2 separate regions of the Siniperca chuatsi genome follow, and region 2 is linked to region 1. The links are chromatin contacts, called in public Hi-C maps. All regions are on one chromosome and are shown on one strand. Each heading gives the region's core, a stretch centred on a gene start, on an enhancer-like site or on the middle of the called end of the contact. The rest is flanking DNA. Distances are from core to core; before and after follow the strand shown.

The links. A called contact is a pair of places that touch in the nucleus more often than the background predicts.
Region 2: a Hi-C map of skeletal muscle shows a contact between it and region 1, with 8 times the contacts expected there. The contact joins the promoter of faimb here to the enhancer-like site in region 1. A contact is called at or near these places in 3 of 3 Hi-C or Micro-C datasets (liver, skeletal muscle and an unstated tissue).

Annotation. Positions count from the first base shown.
Region 1 is chrLG24:2,262,349-2,266,410 of ASM2008510v1, reverse strand. All of the region lies in intron 1 of agap1 (arf-GAP with GTPase, ANK repeat and PH domain-containing protein 1), which reads left to right. Among protein-coding and RNA genes, the nearest start is that of agap1, 34 kb to the left of the region's middle. Within about 2 kb of position 2,195, the one cell type or tissue checked has an H3K27ac peak away from gene starts, as active enhancers do. A contact at or near this core is called in liver, where this site is marked.
Region 2 is chrLG24:2,301,937-2,305,998 of ASM2008510v1, reverse strand. faimb (fas apoptotic inhibitory molecule b) reads left to right here and starts at 1,845. Exons shown (of 5, transcript XM_044187677.1): 1 at 1,845-2,362; 2 at 2,439-2,708. The coding sequence starts at 2,592.

The DNA.
Region 1 (4,062 bases), core at 946-3,445:
TAAGCGAGCACTTTAGGCTCCCAAAGCTAAGCGAGTACTTTAGGCTCCTAAAGCTAAGTGAGTACTTTAGGCTCCTAAAGCTAAGCGAGTACTTTAGGCTCCTAAAGCTAAGCGAGTACTTTAGGCTCCTAAAGCTAAGCGAGTACTTTAGGCTCCTAAAGCTAAGCGAGTACTTTAGGCTCCCAAAGCTAAGCGAGTACTTTAGGCTCCTAAAGCTAAGCGAGTACTTTAGGCTCCCAAACCTAAGCGAGCACTTTAGGCTCCCAAACCTAAGCGAGCACTTTAGGCTCCCAAACCTAAGCGAGCACTTTAGGTGTCACATTTGAACAAATTCGAACACAGCCCATATAGCGTCCATCCATCGGTGGTCAGAGTGTCTTACCCTTCAGTATAGTCTATATATTTTCCATGTGGCTCCAGTCCTGTCGTTATCCTGAAAACCCTCCCCTGAAGCAATGCCAATGGGCCCCATATATCTTGCTGTCCTATCAATGATTACCTTTTTACGAGCCTCCAGGGTTCTGGTTTCCTCACTTGTGTTGCAGCAGCAGGCGAGTCTACTCAGAGTAAGACCGCTGATTTTTATAAAGTCACAAACAGCCTCGGCTTTGTTGGTAATTTTGCCGTCTACGGTGTGAAACACAGAATACTTCCGTACACTGCTGCTCAGATGCTTCGGTGTCAGGATTAACTGATCGGAGAGTGTCCTCCATTTTTATTGATTAGCTTAGTTTACTGATAGGTCAATAGGGCTGCAGCAGGTCAAGCGGATAGTGAATGTTAAGAGCGCCCTCTGCTGGACTGTACACTTTGAATTCGAACAGGTCGAATTATAGTTCGAATATTTAATATTTTCTCACGTTCAAATGAAATGTTTGAATTTTTAATAAAAATTGACGGCCCTAATATTTCATTGGTTGTTGATGTGTGTTGCAGAATGACATTGCACTGCAGGGTTCGCCGCAGGAAGTTGTTTGGCCAATGTGGCATCTAACTAACTTCTTCCTGGCGTCTGACCTGCAGTGCGGCGGTGAGGATTTTGTACGCTTTCCCGAATTAAATACGACAGACTGAGCTGTTTGTCTTTACCTTTCCTAACCTTTAAAAACATTTATTCTTCCCGGCCTTGCAACAAGCTTCTGCTGCAAAGTGAACATATGATGTGCTCGATGAATCAATCACCCACGGAGCTGAAGCAGACAGATCTTTGTGGTCTGGTTTCTTATGGACCAGTGAAGATCTTGTTTCTGTGCTTTTATCTTTGTGTTTGTGCGTCTAAATCAGCATTTGTGAGGCCGGTGGGCATGTGCAGCTTTGTGTGTAAGTGTGAGAGGGAAATTGTTTGCCCTTTCATGTTTGAGTGTGTGTGTGCGCAATATTTCAGAGGCTGAAAAGGTTTTAAACGCGTGTGTTTGACTCACGGCTGTTACTGTGATTCTGTATCTGTCTCCCTGCATTTGCATTTATTCCTGTGGGCTCTTTTGTGTGTTGTATATTTAGATCTACTCGGTTTTCTTCTTTTCTCAGTCACATATGATTCAGTCGCTGCAGAACAAACCTTGTCCTGCTTCTCGTACTTCACGTTCAACACAGATTTTTTTTTAAGATACTGTTTTAACTTATTTTTAAAGAAAAATTCCACTTGAAAACACTTGAACAGTTACAGCTGTTGTTTCTGTCACTATTCAGTAGGTTGTATCTTCATCCTGCTGACTTTTTATTTTATTTGACATGAATTGCACCTGTCAGTGTTTTAAAATGTGCATGCAGTTGTTGTGAGTGCACTGATTTGTGGACATTATCTTGTTGAACAAAACCTCAGAATATCGTAAGTTTTGGATTACGACAACTTTTTTTCTTCATTCATGCAAAATCCTGTTCAAAACCTCCATTGGAAATCTGCCGTTTTAACAATGAGATAGAAGTATCGTCCGGTTTGGCCTACAGAATGATGTCATCACCAGAGCACACTTTTCTTTGGGTCGTCGAAAGGCATTCTGGGAGATGTAGGAAGTGACCAGTGGAAGCAGACGAGGCAGGTGGAGGGGAAAAGGGTTTATAAAGAAAGTACATTTAAAAACTGAATCACAAAACGTCTCCTTAGCTCTCCTTGATTTGTCCGTTTAATGAGACACACGCCAGGGTCTTGAACCTGTGACCTTTTCATTTCATGACACTTTCACCATCTCCGAATGCTCCAAACTGTACAGAGCCTGTCTCTGTGCCACCTCTACCACCAGCACACACTGTAGTAGAGTCACAATCAGCACGAACACACAGACCTTTTTAAACATTAACCTGCCCAGTGGAATCTGACCCAGGAAATCACAGTGGAGGGTTATTCTGTGTGCACCAGCGCCCTCCGCAGGCCAGAGCAGGATTTTCTGAAATCGGCTTCAGTCAACAGCAATGAAAGAAACAACTGGATCCCAGCAGCTTCCCACTCGTCTGTGAACTCCTTGAACATCACCTGGGAAATGTATTCCAGCAGGGAAAATTTGGGGAAAATTGTGTATTATTGTAGAATTTCTTCCTCTTTTTCCAGGTGGTTTTCAGCCCAGATGGAAAATAACTAAATTTTCTTTTATCCTTGAAAACAAGCATTAAGAAATCCAGTTAAGGGCGTGGAGGCGGTCTGTCTGAGCCCAAATGCATCCCGTCTTACCTTAAAGCTCGTCTCTTCAGATTGGAATGGCAGCCGGTGGTTTGTGGTGATATTATGCACTTTTCTGGTGTTTGATGGACGTTTTGCTCCCTGAAAATATAGTAATAATAATACAATCTTAATATTTGTTTAGATTTAGAACTGCAAAATATCGTCTATTTCTGTGGATTTAAATCATTGCTGCAGAAACTGCGTGTTCTCTCCTCTGGCTGCAGAGTATTTCAGAAACTAGATGCGTTATAGTCTTATTAAGTTATTTTAGATTGGTCTCACTGATCCTTTTAAAATGGTTTTAGTCAGCTGAGGCCATATAGGTTGTTTCTAGGATACAATCTTTTATATGGTTTGTATTGGAAATTTTATAGATGATTTCATAGTCGCAGTTCTGTTTTTGTGTTATCCGCCTGATGCTGTTATCGCCACCTAATTCCTTCTCCTTACTCGAATAGTGACCCCTAAATGCTTTACTGAAATAGAAAATGAAATTAAAAGGATTTCTCTGAGAGTAGGTGTCACTTTCTCCAGTTCTGGATGTCTGGTTTGGATAAAAACTCCTTCACGGTGTGACTCTCGCTGTGAGGTGTTCTGATAAAACTTCAGACTATGGCCTGTATAAAAGAAGTGGACCTAGTCACCGTGACGTCACCCGTTGGTTTGTGGACTACCGTTTTGAAGCTTTGGCATTTTGGCCGTCGCCATCTTGGTTTTTTGGAGCCAGAAGAGACCACATTTGGACGAGAGGGGGGAGCTAACTTAGCTTAGCTGTGATATCAATTGGGATGCTAAAAAAAAAACAAAATGAACAGCCGACTCCTTAGAGTGTCTTTTAGCCAACAAAAAATTTTTGGGCGACCCAAATGTTACAGTTAACTTTCCTGAAGTGAAAACACTGTGAGAGGGTCAAAGACGAAAACACCGACATCACCCAAAAACAAGTTCACGGCTAGCTAAATGTACACAGCGCAGGGGATACGCATCGCCTCTATCCTGATTGACAGGTCGCCCCGCCCTAAAGCATACCTTATTTTACCCTAAATGTGACCATAATTGGTCAGTGGAGTCGCCCCCTGCTGGCCATTAGAGAGAATGCAGGTTTAGGGCACTTCAGACGTCCTCTGTGTGAACATGTGAGTGTTGCTTTTCTTTGGAGGAAAGCTAAACAACCTGAAACCAAATTTAAAGAGGAGTCAGAGCAGTGTGGTCTGAACTTTTCTCACGTCAGCGGCGCCCTCTGCTGGCTGAGTAAACCCACGACGTGTCTTTTCCTTTCACAACAGATTTCAGGCTCCGTCTTCACCGGTGAATATCTGGGTCACAGTTGTCAGCTTGAATTTTCCTCCCGCTCACTCACAGGTTTTGTTGTCTGGGGCCCCAAAGTCGAGGCGACCGCAGCCGTT
Region 2 (4,062 bases), core at 596-3,095, 40 kb before region 1:
CAAGTGTATTATTGAATATAATCTGACACTGCGATGTTGCACAGCATCAGTGAATAAAAAAATACAGCCTCTTGCCTTCTTTCCCACTTCCTGTCCTTTTACTTTGTGTTGCCTCTTACCATCTTTCCCACTCTTTCCTTTTACTTTGTGTTGCCTCTTATCTTCTTTCCCACATTCCTTCCTTTTACTTTTTGTTGCCTCTTACCTTCTTTCCAACTTTCCTTACTTTTACTTTGTGTTGCCTTTTACCTTCTTTCCCACTTTCCTTCCTTTTACTTTGTGTACCTCTTACCTTTTTTCCCACTTTCTTTACTTTGTGTTGTCTCTTACTTTCTTTCCTTCCTTTTACTTTGAGTTGCCTCTTACCTTCTTTCCCACATTCCTTCCTTTTACTTTTTGTTGCCTTTTACCTTCTTTCCCACTTTCCTTCCTTTTACTTTGTGTACCTCTTACCTTCTTTCCAACTTTCCTTCCTTTTACTTTTTGTTGCCTCTTCTTTCCAACTTTCCTTCCTTTTACTTTTTGTTGCCTCTTCTTTCCAACTTTCCTTCCTTTTACTTTTTGTTCCCTCTTACCTTCTTTCCAACTTTCTTTTCTTTTACTTTGTGTTGCCTCTTACCTCCTTTCCAACTTTCTTTTCTTTTACTTTGTGTTGCCTCTTACCTTCTTTCCCACATTCCTTTTACTTTTTGTTGCTTCTTACCTTCTTTCCAACTTTCTTTTCTTTTACTTTGTGTTGCCTCTTACCTTCTTTCCCACGTTCCTTCCTTTTACTTTTTGTTGCCTTTTACCTTCTTTCCCACTTTCCTTCCTTTTACTTTTTGTTACCTCTTACCTTTTTTCCCCACTTTCTTTACTTTGTGTTGTCTCTTACTTTCTTTCCTTACTTTTACTTTGAGTTGCCTCTTACCTTCTTTCCCACGTTCCTTTCTTTTACTTTGTGTTATCTCTTACCTTCTTTCCAACTTTCCTTCCTTTTACTTTTTGTTGCCTCTTCTTTCCAACTTTCCTTCCTTTTACTTTTTGTTCCCTCTTACCTTCTTTCCAACTTTCTTTTCTTTTACTTTGTGTTGCCTCTTACCTCCTTTCCAACTTTCTTTTCTTTTACTTTGTGTTGCCTCTTACCTTCTTTCCCACATTCCTTTTACTTTTTGTTGCTTCTTACCTTCTTTCCAACTTTCTTTTCTTTTACTTTGTGTTGCCTCTTACCTTCTTTCCCACGTTCCTTCCTTTTACTTTTGTTGCCTTTTACCTTCTTTCCCACTTTCCTTCCTTTTACTTTTTGTTACCTCTTACCTTTTTTCCCCACTTTCTTTACTTTGTGTTGTCTCTTACTTTCTTTCCTTACTTTTACTTTGAGTTGCCTCTTACCTTCTTTCCCACGTTCCTTTCTTTTACTTTGTGTTATCTCTTACCTTCTTTCCAACTTTCCTTCCTTTTACTTTTTGTTGCCTCTTCTTTCCAACTTTCCTTCCTTTTACTTTTTGTTCCCTCTTACCTTCTTTCCAACTTTCTTTTCTTTTACTTTGTGTTGCCTCTTACCTTCTTTCCCACTCTTTTCTTTTACTTTGTGTTGCCTCTTACCTTCTTTCCCACATTCCTTTTACTTTTTGTTGCTTCTTACCTTCTTTCCAACTTTCTTTTCTTTTACTTTGTGTTGCCTCTTACCTTCTTTCCCACGTTCCTTCCTTTTACTTTTTGTTGCCTTTTACCTTCTTTCCCACTTTCCTTCCTTTTACTTTTTGTTACCTCTTACCTTTTTTCCCACTTTCTTTACTTTGTGTTGCCTCTTACTTTCTTTCCTTCCTTTTACTTTGAGTTGCCTCTTACCTTTTTTCCCACTCCTTTCTTTTACTTGTGTTGCTTCTTACCTTCTTTCCCACTTTCCTTCCTTTTACTTTCTTTTCATCTTGTCTACTTTCCTACTTTCTGTCTCTTGATAATGTTCTTCTTGGCCAGGTCTAAAAGAAAAATCTCCTTAGTTTAACTACTTTTAACAAAGGAAAAGGAAAATCTATAAAAGTGTAGGTTCTCGCAAAGAGAAAATACTTCTGTTTAGCTAATTAAGTCCTCAAAATGCAAAGTCGGTGACGAAACGCTGCCATTTTTGGGACACCAGAATGAAAAAATGTCTCATAAAGCTTCATTTTCATATTCACATATGTCCCTTTTTATATTTGTTTTACCTTCTTGTTAAACCTTTTTCTTTTGTCTTGCCTAAACAGCGAATCTCTTTTCTCTCACCTTTTTGTTTCGGGGGGAAAAGGTCAGAGGTCAGCGCCGGAACATCAACCTACAAACACACTTTCTGTTTTTAAAGTGGAGGCTTACGTGGAGTTTCTGCTGTCTCAAACAAACCCAGGTACAAACCAAAGCTTGTCCTAATTATCTGTGGCAGTAGGATATAGAGTGAGCTCACGTCAGTAAGCCTCTTACAGTAATACACCTGCTGCTGAGCCGACACCTCCGCTGAGCCGAGCGGGACGAGCACTCCCCAACACACAGCTCCCGAACATGACTTTTCGGCCGACCTGTTTCTCCGAGAAGGTGATTTTGTGATTTTCAGGAGAGGATCCTGAGGTGTGTCAGAGATGCTGAGTGGAGATATGGTGGCCATGTGGGAGGTGGCGCTGAGCGACGGCGTTTTCAGGATTGAGTTTGCTCATGGCACCACCACTGGGAAACGCATCGTTTACGTCAACGGACAGGTGAGAGCCTGTTTAAGTCTGTTTCTGGGAGTTTATGTCGACGGTTCAAAAGCTTTTTCAGCCTGTAACCCCTTTAAAATGAAGTCTACCTGTGACCGCACATCACATTTTGTTTCATCGGAGGGATCTTTAGAGGCCTGAAGAAAAAGTGGTGAATTTTAGGACACCTTGTTAGTGGTTTATGTGCTCAAACCACAGCTGAGTGTGGAAACAATAACAAAAGCTAACTTTGAATATTAAAAAAATGTGATGGAATAAGTATTCAGAACATTTAGTGAAGTAAAAGTAGCAGTAGTACACTTTAAAATACTCAAAAAGACTGTAAATATACAGAAGTATTGGAAACAAAATGTACTTAAAGTAGTCATTATGCAAATTAGCCCTGTCAGTGTTATATGCTGTTTTTAATGTTGTAGTTGGTCGAGCTGGAGCTACTTGTAGCTGCTAAATGCTAAATTTAATCTAAAACAATGCATCATATTTTATAAACTGACATGTTTGTAAAATCTGTCAGAAAAATGTGGTAAAAAAAAGTACAATATTTTCCTCTGAAGTGTGGTGAAGTATTCAAGTACAAGTACCTCAAAATTGTACTTAAGTACAGCTTGTTTATTTAAAAATACACAAATCTGCTGGATACACAAGTGTGATGAGGTGCAGTTCCTCTAATAGCCACTGGATGCTGATCTGAGAAAACCGGCTGTATTGAAAGCTGTTCCACTGACTGGTACAACCTTAAATATCTAATTTTAATTTTTCTAATGTGTATTTTGGTGTTTATGTATTAGAATCATTGTTCCAATTAGCATTATGTTACATTAATACATTTAAAAAACAATAAAACAAAGACTGTAATAACAGAATACCGTAAATATTTAAGTACTTTTTTTTGTTTTTTTGGCTTAATCTCATTTTAATCCCGTCTCTTGCGGCCATGATTTTAGTTGTTAAGAACGAACTACTGTTTGTGGTCTGCCCTGTCCTTTCCAATCACAGTATGCTTTGTGTTTGTACATGCTTTAATAACTCATAAAACTCCTTTAATGAACTGAAAAACTCACTCGCTCACACTGAATAATCACTTAGAACCAAAAACTGCTTATTTAACCTAAAGTTTCTTCTCAGTGTCTTTTTTTGTATTTGATTTTGCTGGTTAGTTAAAGTTGCAGTAATTGATTTTGGAGGGCAGACGAAGAAGCTGAAAACACAGCACTGATATATTATCACCCTGTACAGCTGATGTGGCTAACATGTTAGCAAACAGTCGTTTATTTCCACATCTAACAGTTACGGAGCAACTAAAAAGCTCCGCAGAGCTGCAGAGTTGTTGACGAACACATTTCATATAAAAAAT